Linked DNA regions of Mus musculus: region 2 is linked to region 1. The links are chromatin contacts, called in public HiChIP or PLAC-seq maps. All regions are on one chromosome and are shown on one strand. Each heading gives the region's core, a stretch centred on a gene start, on an enhancer-like site or on the middle of the called end of the contact. The rest is flanking DNA. Distances are from core to core; before and after follow the strand shown.

The links. HiChIP or PLAC-seq counts read pairs in DNA pulled down with a chosen protein or histone mark.
Region 2: a contact with region 1 is called in an H3K27ac HiChIP or PLAC-seq map of embryonic stem cells, with 9 read pairs. The contact joins two enhancer-like sites. A contact is called at or near these places in 5 of 484 Hi-C or Micro-C datasets (CD4 T cells, CD8 T cells, Th2 cells and 1 more), 2 of 115 datasets of contacts at active chromatin or transcription factors (both in embryonic stem cells) and 2 of 9 other capture datasets (adipose tissue and liver).

What each region holds. Positions count from the first base shown.
Region 1 is chr14:21,471,430-21,476,735 of GRCm38.p6, reverse strand. All of the region lies in intron 1 of Gm30363 (a long non-coding RNA gene), which reads left to right. Among named protein-coding and RNA genes, the nearest start is that of Gm30363, 9.5 kb to the left of the region's middle. Within about 2 kb of position 2,400, at least 15 of the 459 cell types and tissues checked have an H3K27ac peak or open chromatin away from gene starts, as enhancers often do. A contact at or near this core is called in embryonic stem cells, where this site is marked.
Region 2 is chr14:21,583,792-21,589,097 of GRCm38.p6, reverse strand. All of the region lies in intron 2 of Kat6b (K(lysine) acetyltransferase 6B), which reads right to left. Among named protein-coding and RNA genes, the nearest start is that of Kat6b, 87 kb to the right of the region's middle. Within about 2 kb of position 2,172, at least 56 of the 459 cell types and tissues checked have an H3K27ac peak or open chromatin away from gene starts, as enhancers often do. A contact at or near this core is called in embryonic stem cells, where this site is marked.

The DNA of each region.
Region 1 (5,306 bases), core at 1,151-3,650:
CCTTCCTGATACACTGAACATTTTACAGCTATGAAATCTTCATTCCTTCTCTGCCTGGTGCTTAGGTAGGCATTTCTGTTCTCTTTTGGTTACTGTTTACATGGTATGTTTTTTTTTCTTTGTTTCTTTTTGGGGGTTAGGGGTGGGTTTTGGTATTTGGTTTTTTGAGACAGGATTTCTCTGTGTAGCCCTGGCTGTCCTGGACTCACTCTGCAGTCCATGCTGGCCTCAAATTCATAGAGACCTACCTGCCTCTGTCTTCCTAGTGCTGGGGTTAAAGGCATGTGCTAGTACTACCTGGCACATGGCATGTCTTTTTATCTCTTTTTGCCTATTTGTGTCTTTGGTTCTTGGATAGATGTCATATAGTTCCATTTATTTACTTACTACATTATGGTATGCATATGTGTGTTTGTTTGTTTATGGGTGGTAAGACAGACTCTCTCAGGCTGGCCTTGAACTCCTGTGTACCTAAGGCTGGACTTATTTATACACCTCATTCCTCTGCTTCAGCCTCCCAAGTGCTGGAATTACAGGCATGCAGCACCATGTCCAGCTCTACAATGCCTTCATTGTTGAAAATAAACCCACACCAATAAAGTGGCAGTTCCTCTCTAGTTACAGAAGCTCTGGAGCAGCGAGAGACCACAGTTCTTTTCTCTTTATATTTTCCTGCGATGAACAATTCCATGTTTCCAGTGTGTGGGTGTGTACCAGCCCACATGCACTTAAACAGAGCAGGTTATTTTTCAACAGGGCCCATCTCAGGAGCACTGGCACCTTCTCACCTGCTGTCCACTTCCCCATTCTTCCTCTCTCTCCATCCCCTGATTTGTCCTCCTCTCTCTTTCTCTTCCTACATCTGCTCTAGTAGGTAACATGACCTAGTGGATAGGCAAATGCTAAGGTTTTGGCACCAAGAACACCTGAGTTTAAATCTCAAATGGCAGCTTGTTTACCTGTAAAATAGATAATTGTTTTGAGGTGGGGGTCATATGTAGTCCAGGCTGGTCACAAACTTATTGTGTGGCTAAAGATGATCTTAGTCTCCTGATCTGCTTGCCTCCACCTCACACTTGATATTACAAGTATGTGTTCCCACACCTGTCAGCCACACATCAAAAATAAATCTTTTCTTCTTTTTTTGTTTTATATTTATTTACACTCCAAATTTTATTCCCTGCCCCAACTCCACCTTCTGACTTTTCCAAAACTCATACCTCCTCCCCACCCCTCTATCTTGACAAAGATGTCCCCACCCCCACCCTCTATCCAACCAGACCTCTTAACTCCCTGGGGCTCCCACTCTCTTGAGGGTTAGGTGCATCATCTCTGATTGATCCCAGACCTGGCAGTCCTCTGCTGTATATGTGTTGGGGGCCTCACATCAGCTGGTGTATGCTGCCTGGTTGGTGATCCAGTGTTTGAGAGATCTTGGGGGTCCAGGTTAATTGAGACTGCTGGTCCTCCTCAGCTTCTTCCAGCTTTTCCCTAATTCAACCACGGGGTCAGCAGCTTCTGTCCATTGGTTGGGTGCAAATATCCACACCTGACTCTTCCATCTGCTTATTGGGTGTTCTGGAAGGCAGTCATAATAGGTCTCTTTTTGTGAGTGCTCCATAGCCTCAGTAATAGTGTCAGGCCTTGGGACCTCCCCTTGAGCTGGATCCCACTTTGGGCCTGTTGCTGGACCTTCTTTTCCTCAGGCTCCCCTCCATTCCATCCTTGAGGTTCTTTCAGACAGGAACAATTATAGATCAGTGTGGAGAGCCTTTGGGGGTTATGCTTGGCAGGAATCTGACATTGGCCAAGGACAAGGAAATGGGCTTCTGGCGGGAATCTGACTTTGGCCATGACAAGGAAGTAAGCTCAGGCAGGAATCTGACATTGGCCAAGGACAAGGCAGTAAGAATCTGGTTTTAGGGTAGAACAAAGAAGTAGGCTCAGATATCTTGATCATCCTTAGAAACAGCAATCACCGGAGTGACCCTGGGGCTTTGTGTTTATTGCTTGATCCCTCATTGTACTACTTGCCCTGAATACTTGCATGTAATTAAAATGGTATAAAAAGTGGATTGGGGGTGGGGGTGGCGCACGCCTTTAATCCCAGCACTCAGGAGGCAGAGGCTGGTGGATTTCTGAGTTCAAGGCCAGCCTGGTCTACAAAGTGAGTTCCAGGACAGCCAGGGCTACACAGAGAAACCCTGTCTCGAAAAACAGAACAAACAAACAAACAAACAAACAAAAAAGTGGATTGAGAAAATTAAATTTGCTTTCAGTCTCAGAATTAACTGGGGTCATGCTACAATGTTGTCTAACTGTCTTTTTTTTTTTTAACCCTCACTCCTGAGCTTGAGAACCTGATGACTGACTGGGCCGGCTTGGTCAGGTCAGAGTTGTGACTGTGGGATGGCAACCCCCTCCCTCACTTCCCTGTCTCCCTACTGGAGGTGGCCTCTATAAGTTGGTGAAACTGTTTGGTTTGGAGATATGGCCTTGTTTTGGAAGAGGTTTGTCACTGTGATGGGCTTTGAAGTTTCAAAAACCTACATCATTGCCAGTTAGCTCTTTCTGCCTCCAACTTTTGGATCAGAATTTAAGCTCTTAGCTGCTGCTCCAACACCATGCCTGCCTACCTGCCGCCTTGCTCTCTGCCATGATGACCATGGACGTTAACCTTCTGGAGCTCCCAAGCTAAATAGTTTCTTTCATAAATTGCTTTGACCATGGTGTCTTGTTATAGCAATAGAAAAACAATTGAGGCAACACCCATACACATAAAATTAATGAATACATAAATAAACCATTTTAAAGAATTTACAGTCTCAAGAACCTGTGTGTGAATTTTTATTCTTTCTAGAGACATGGTTTCTCTGTGCAGCCTGGGCTGCCCTGGAACTCACTCTGTAGACCAGGCTGGCTTTGAACTCACAGAGATCCATCTGCCGCTGGCTTCTGAGTACTGGGATTAAAGGCATTCACAACTATCTCCTGGCTTTAACACACACACACACACACACACACACACACACACACACAAGGCTCAGGATTATAACCTGGTTGTTAGAATGATTGCCTAACATGCATGAACTCCCAGATTTGATTCCCAGGACTATATAAACCAGATGTGGTGGTATATATCTGCAATCCCATCATTCTGAAGTTGAAGGGCTAAAAACCAGAAATTGAAAGTCATTCTTGGCTACATAGTGAGTTCCAGATCATCCTGGGATATAAAAGACCCTGCTAAAGCCGTTCCAGTCTCTAGGGGTTTAATTTTTTCATTTAGTTTATATTTATGTGTACCTGCTTGTCTGTATATGTGCCATATATGTGCACTGCTCTTAGAGGCCAGAAGAGTTGGACCCCCTTGAATTGGAGGTTGCTGCGGGCCACCTGATGAGGGTGTTTGAAACCAAACTCAGGTCCTCTGAAGAGCAGTACAGGCTCTTAACTACTGAGCTGTCTCCAGCTCTGCAGTCGCTATTTTTACTTTGGTGTTTGTTTGTTTGTTTGTAGAACAGGCTGGCCTCTAACTCGATCCTCCTGCTTCTTCTTCTCCAGTCCTGGGATTAAAGGCAAGTACTACCAGAGCCTGGCTTGCCAGTCACTGTTTTGAAGGCTAAATATTGAAAATTCCTCCAGACTCTGAAAGAATACTAGTCAAAAGTGTCTCTCTAGGTCCAGGGAAGTCAGGGATAAGGTGGTTTTCTGCCTCCACCCTTTGACGTCTTTTGCTTACATTTATCCTATAGAAAATTTCTGTTGCTTGGTGACAGCAGGTCTGTCTATGCCAGGGGTGGCAGTGACTCTGCCCTGTGTCTGAGTCATTTCCACAGTTTCACACAGTTAGGATTATGATGGAGAAGGAAGGATCACACTGCTGTCCACACAGGGCTCTCTCTCTGCCTTCCTCACACCCCAGACTTCAAGTTCTGGGTGCTAGGTGGTTGCAACTTCCTGTGGGGGGTGGACCCTCTCCTCGTTCTATCTCACCATTAGGATAGCGTTCCTGTTTCCTCTGGCAGGTCCCCAAAGCCACTCATTCACACTACCTTGCCTTCTTTCTCAGCTTTAGATATCATGGCACTTTTTATGCCTTTCTCCAAGACCTCTTTTGGTGACAGAAGGGACCTGGGTGGCTTAGCACATCTATTCCTAGGCTTCCGGAACCCTGAATAAAGGACTGGTGCTATCTTCTACCCTCTATGCCTCCAGAGTACTAAGTGTGGGTTTGGTTTCAGAGAAATTTTATCCATCTTTGCTTGGCTTCCTTTTTCTCCCACTCTCCTTCTCTCTTCCTCCTCCTCCTCCTCACTTCCTCCTCCTTTCTTTCTTTTCTTTCTTCTTGACAGCTTTTTTTTTTTTTAAATATAGATGACCTGGAGCTCTATGCAGACCAGCGTAGCTTCTAACTCATAGAAATTCTCCTGCCTATGCCTTCCTAGAGATGGAAGGTAAAGAGTATACCACCACACCCAACTATCTTTGCCTGGAATTTGCTATATAGATGAGGCTGACCTTGAACTTCTGACCCTCTTGATTTCTTCCCCCCCTCCTCCACCTACCCTGCCCAGGCTGTCCTGTGCTAAGGATGAAACCCAGGGCCTCATGCTTGCTAAGCACAAATCCTACCAGCTGGGCTGCATTTCTAACCTCTCTCCCTCTTTGAATCAGTGAACAATTATGGAGTGCTGCTCAAGTCTGAGGTCCTGGACTGGGCACCAGGGAGGGCCTGGTGGACAAAACAGCCCGACATGCCAAGAAGGCCACAGTTCTTACTGACTGAGACGGGTCAGCTATGTCCAGATTAACTACAGGGCTGGTGAGTCTTAGCTTTGAGTTCTAGGTGCACCCTCTGCTTGGACACACAAATCTACCAGGTACCCTCCAGGTCTGTGCCCCCGCTTAGAGTTATTACCTCTCAGCTTTCAGGATTCCTGCCCTCCTGCCCATCCTGGCAGTGGGAAGTCTCAGGTTGCGTGCCAGAGACTCTCTCCTGAATAAGCCAGGAGACAGCTGCTATGCTTTTGTCTCTTTACAACCGGATAGTCTGCCTTTGTCATCTTCTCTCCCACTTAGAGGTGTCTTTGTGACAGGCTCAAGCATACTGCTTTATTGTGTTCCCCCATTTGTAGGTAGCTGTGTCTACCATGCTGTACCAGAAAGTACATTACTTCTCAGGGACAGTGTGACAATGGCATGGACATGCTGTGTGCTGAGTTCTGATTGGCTGGTTTGTTTGCTGTTGTCTTCAGCCAGTGAGCTCTGGAGGGTTAGGATATTGTCAGAAGTGGTTTTCCTAC
Region 2 (5,306 bases), core at 923-3,422, 110 kb before region 1:
GAAAAGTTGGCAAGTTACGCAGGCTCTGGTCAACTGCTAGAGTGCTTGCCTAGCATGCACGAGGTCCCAAGTTCTACTCTGTCAGTCTCAGAACCTCCTACAAAATTGGGCATAATCCATGTTGGGACCAAGCTGGCTCAGATTCACCTGCCTACCTAAGGCAGGGATGAAAGCATGGACCATGTCAGTCTGCACCGCAGGTTATTAATCACAATTGCAAACAATTTCCTCCACTGAGAGTCCCCTGGTTTTGTTTTGACATGACCACATCACAGGTAATCAGACAGTGGCACCAACTGAGACCCTGTTAAGAGTGTATCCTATACATTATGATACATACCCTGGCAGCATCAGGACCATGTTAGAATGTATCCTACACATGATCATATATACCCCGGCAGCATTCAGTCAATAATACTGCCACTCATGTATTTGTAAGTACTTTATATTAACTGAAAATGTTTATCATAACATTTCACTGTATAGAAAAGCATATGCAAGCTAATGTGGAAACAGAATGTTTTCAAAACAGTGTGTGCCTGGAAACATTAGCCAGATAACAGGCAGACCAGATATATAAACCATACACACATACGCACATACACACACACACACACACACACACACACACACACACACACACACGCCAGAACACAGGCAGACCAGATATATAAATATGTTCTTTGCAGATACATAAAGTAGATCAGATATTTTGGTTAGAAAACTAAAGCCCCAGCATAAGTAGAAGAAACTAATTTCATTCAAGATAAATGACTACTTTCTTACTCTGAATAGGAAAATAATCTCTGGTAAATCGAGGCATACTGGCATGAAAGATATAAGTGCTGAGGCCCAAGCCACTCCCTCTGAGTATCTGCAACATTTCCTAGGCTAGAGCCCAGAAAGCTCTGCAAATCTTTATGTGACTAATGATCCACTAAACAACTCCAGACAAGAGAGACTCAGCTCTAAGTTCTACCTCTTACAGCAGTGAGAAATACTCAACTCAGGAAAACAAAAGTTCCTGGCTACAAGCTCACTCACCATCTTGTACTTATCAAAGTCATCCCACAGACATTAATCCGGGGTTATTTTACTATTGTCTAAAGGCTGAAGAATGCACATGTCATAAATATTTACTGGCTTGATATCTTAATTTTGCAGGAAACAGTTATAAAACTTTTAATGTTTTACCAGCCGTGTAAAACAAAATCCCTTTTCTCAAAAAGTTACAGACATACAGCAAATGATTTAAGTGAGCAAAGAATTTTAAGGTGCAGAACTGGGCAGGTAGCACATACCTTTAATTCTGCAAGTTGGAAGACAGAGACAGTAGGATATATGTGAGTTCCAGACCAGCCTGGTCTACAGCTAGTGATCTAGTGAGCTCCAGGGACAGCCAGGGATACATAGAGATACTATCTCTAAAAACAACAAAACAAAACAAAACAAAACAGCTGTAAAAATAATTTTTAGGGACAACAACAACAAATAAACAAACAATCAGAGCCAGGTGTGACCCACCACACCATACCTGTAATTCCAATATTTGGGAGGCTACAGCAAGGTTGCCCTGGGCTCCATGTTATGTTTTAGGACAGCCTAAACTACAGGGAAGAACACATATTTGGAGATCAACCGACCAAAGCCTTCCATTACCATCTAAAATAACCCTGGGCAGCAAGATGCACTTGACTGCCACACCTGGTGACTGCAGGTTGATTCCTGGGACCCATATGGTAGAAGGAAAAAACACACTACCCCAAGTTCTATTCTAGACTTTACACTCAGGGCCGGCAAACACACACACACACACACACACACACACACACACACACACACACACACACACCAAATCAACATAAGAAAGAAACTATACAAAGGTAAAGTGCTTGGCCAACAGCCTGAGGCTTCTCTCCCTGCCCCCATCAACAGCTCACCCACTGCTGGTTTGCTACTTGCTGAGACATAGTCAGAAAAGATTTTATAAATTATTTGAGGTTTTCTCCTATCTTCTCCACCACCCCCCACTCCTCCTTCTCCCCAACTCCTCTCTTTTCCTTAGAAATTTCTGATTTTCCCGGTCTGTGAGGGGTGGGTTTTATAGAGAGGCCTCCAGCTGAGTTGTGGCATTCCCTAGCTGGGTTGTCTGAATTGCTCTTCCCGGGAGAGGTTTCCTACAGCCACACAGAAAGGCCAGTTTACTCCACAGGGATCTGCTTGAGCTGGTCCTCCACCAGTTGACAGCTAAGAGTCCTAATTTATTGGCAGCCTTTACTATGGAGTGGGAGAGTAAGTTTGTCAAGCACCTGTTCTTGGGTCAACAAGTTAATTACCAGAGAACTTCCATTTGGGGGAAGGTATTCACAACAGTAGCATAGAGCTGCCTGTCACGACACTGCTGCCTTGCACTGAATGAATATACTTCAGTCTTACCTTAGCTGATCCTGAGATAAGTATTGCAAAATAAAGAAACTGGACACAGAACTAACTTGACTAAAAGTCACTGGCTCCTAGGAATGCCCCTGGTGTCTACTGAGCAAGAAGCTAAACAATGATTCATTCCGTGAAGAAAGAGTGTCCCATTCCACAAGCTCTATGTATGTAGCCTGTTCTGTGCCCCACTGAGAATAGTAATAATACAATGGCACACTGGGCGGGTCTTAAAAGGTGGACACACATTACTCAGAAAGCATATGAATAGTGAAACAGAACTAAGAAAGAGTTTAGGTAAGTTATTAAAATCAGCCATGGGCTGGAGAGATAGCTCAGCAGTTAAAAGCATTTGTTGCTCTTGGAGAGGACTTGGGTTCAGTTCCCATTACCAACATGGTGGATAATAACAATCTGAAACCCTAGTTCCAGGGAGTCTGAGCAGCTCTTCTGGACTCCATGGACACTGCATGCACATATATGCACACACACACACATATGCAGAAAGAACAGTGATACACATAAAATGAAAAGAAATAAATCTTTAAGAGCCAGTCAGTCCAACAGGCGTGTTTACACATGCCAGTAATTCCGGCACTTGAGAGGTAGAGGAAAGATTGCTTTCCTGGCACGTGTAAGGCTGCAGGTCTGCTCCCTACACTGACAGGATAGGATAATTAAAATAAGCATCTTGCATTTTCTGCTGTAGGCAATGTAAGTACAATAGTTGGTTTTTACTAGTCTAAACCTAATGCCTACCTGGTTTCAAAGCTCAATTCAACAATTATTCATTGACTATTCTAACATACACATTAATACAAACAGTGTAGATCCTTATTTGTGTCTACCCAGGATGCACTCAGAATGCCCCCACTTGTCTACAGTGTGAATGTGATTATTTGCTTATATTTGCTTCCTGGTTCCCTTACCCTCCACTAGCTCTGAGTACAGCCACACAGACGGAACCTGTTTGCCTGCTGCTCTGGCTCCTGCCCCCTCTACCTGCCAGATACAGAGCCTCTGATTAATCCTTCCACGGCGCTGTGCCCAGCAGAATGACGCCTAAAGTTAACATTCGGACCTCAGAAAGAGTCTGATTTCTTTAAAAAGCTTAGAAAATACAGGAAAAGGAAATAATCTTGTCCACATATCTTCTAACACATCAGCCTGTAGTAGACAGTTTCTATCTCTTACTAGCTTGCTTTTAAAATAAACACCCCTCCAAACAGAACCTCTATCTGTGAGGAAAACCCAAACAGAAGTGACTCCATTTCCAGGTCTGTCCACCACGTGTCCTTTAGTGACTCTGGATGGAAATGTTACTATAAAGAAAGGTTAGAAGACCAGACTTCTTGAATCAAGCTGGGCAGAGATTGGGGGGTACAGCAGAGGGAGGAGAAAGCTGCTCCTACAGTAAAAAAGCCTTCATTTTAGTTTGGCCATGAAATCTCTTCAACCATTCCATAAATTCCAATATTAGACCTTTGAGCTTTCAGATGTTAAGAAATAGTTTATTCTCTAAAGGGCAATTAGAATGAAGTTGGAAAAAAGAAAAAAATCCAATAGAGCAAACTGGCTGGTTCCACCATCTGAGCTCATCACAGAGCCCCAGGCAGCCTTTAACTGGCCCATGGGGAGATAAAAGGGCTTTTCTTGGCTAGAAGTCACAAAACCAAGCTTTCCTTTTGTTGAACAGAAGAATGCCCAGTCAACAATCAGGAAGCAAGCCACAAACTTTCAAGTCTTAAAAGCTTAAGAAATGCTGTTTTAGGAGCTGAGATCCATCTCATTTGGCAGAGGGCTTGCCTAGCATGCACAAGGCACCCCCAACACTGCACTGCCCATCCGTCAAAACGTCGGAGAGACTCAGAAGTTAAAGGTCATTGTTGAATATACAGCATCCCCAAGGCCAGCCAGGGCTACCTAAGACTCTGTCCAAAACACCATACACAGGGTGAGAAAGCTGGTTCATCAGGTAAAGGCGCTTGGCCCCAAGCCTGACAAGCTGCGTTTAATCTCCAGAGCGCCCCCTACAGGAGAGAACTAACTTTCATTAGTGTCTACAACCTCCACTTGCAAATGCTCCCACACTCTCCCCCCATATATAAGCACAACAGAAACAATAAAATAATTCTCAAAGAATAAAAATACTTGTTAAGTAGTTCACTATGAAAAGAGATAAACTATTTTTTTTTCAAATGAATAATGTTTTGAGCTGTGCCTAATGATAAAGGCCTAAAATTCAAACATTTATGAGGCTGAAGCCAGACTGCAGAATAAGGCCAGTCTGGGAAGTTTAGTAGTCCCTGTTTGAAAGTAAAAAGTTAAACTGGTAGCTCAGTGGTGAAACACTCACCTAGCAGCATATCCACGCCTACACAATAGCCTGAGGATGACAAAACAACAACATGCTTTGGTGACAAAGTTTATACTTTAAACCCAACAGTGAATATGAAAGAAGCACTCAACCAAAACAGTTCTTTGCGAGGGTGGCAATGTCCCCTCCTCCCAGGTCAGGCTCTTTAGTAGCCACGTGTCTTGTAATATCATGGCTTTTAGCTATCTCATTCTTTGAATCTTTGCCTAATACAGCTCTTATCTGGGTATACCACTCGCACGGGTGTTTATAAGTTTGCTTTGCTTATAACCCAACTATAAACTTATAACCCAACTAGTCAAACTGGCAGCCAGCCTCTACTGCTATCTCGAAGCCAATGGTTCATGAAAGAAGTTAAAAACAAAGCAAAATAGACAAACAAAAAAACCTGAACCAAATGAGCTATATTATGACCATTTTATTTAAAAACATATCTACAGTAAAAATTCAAAGTAAATTCAGGTACCAGGTCTTGGGTACATGGAGCCTGAGTGGA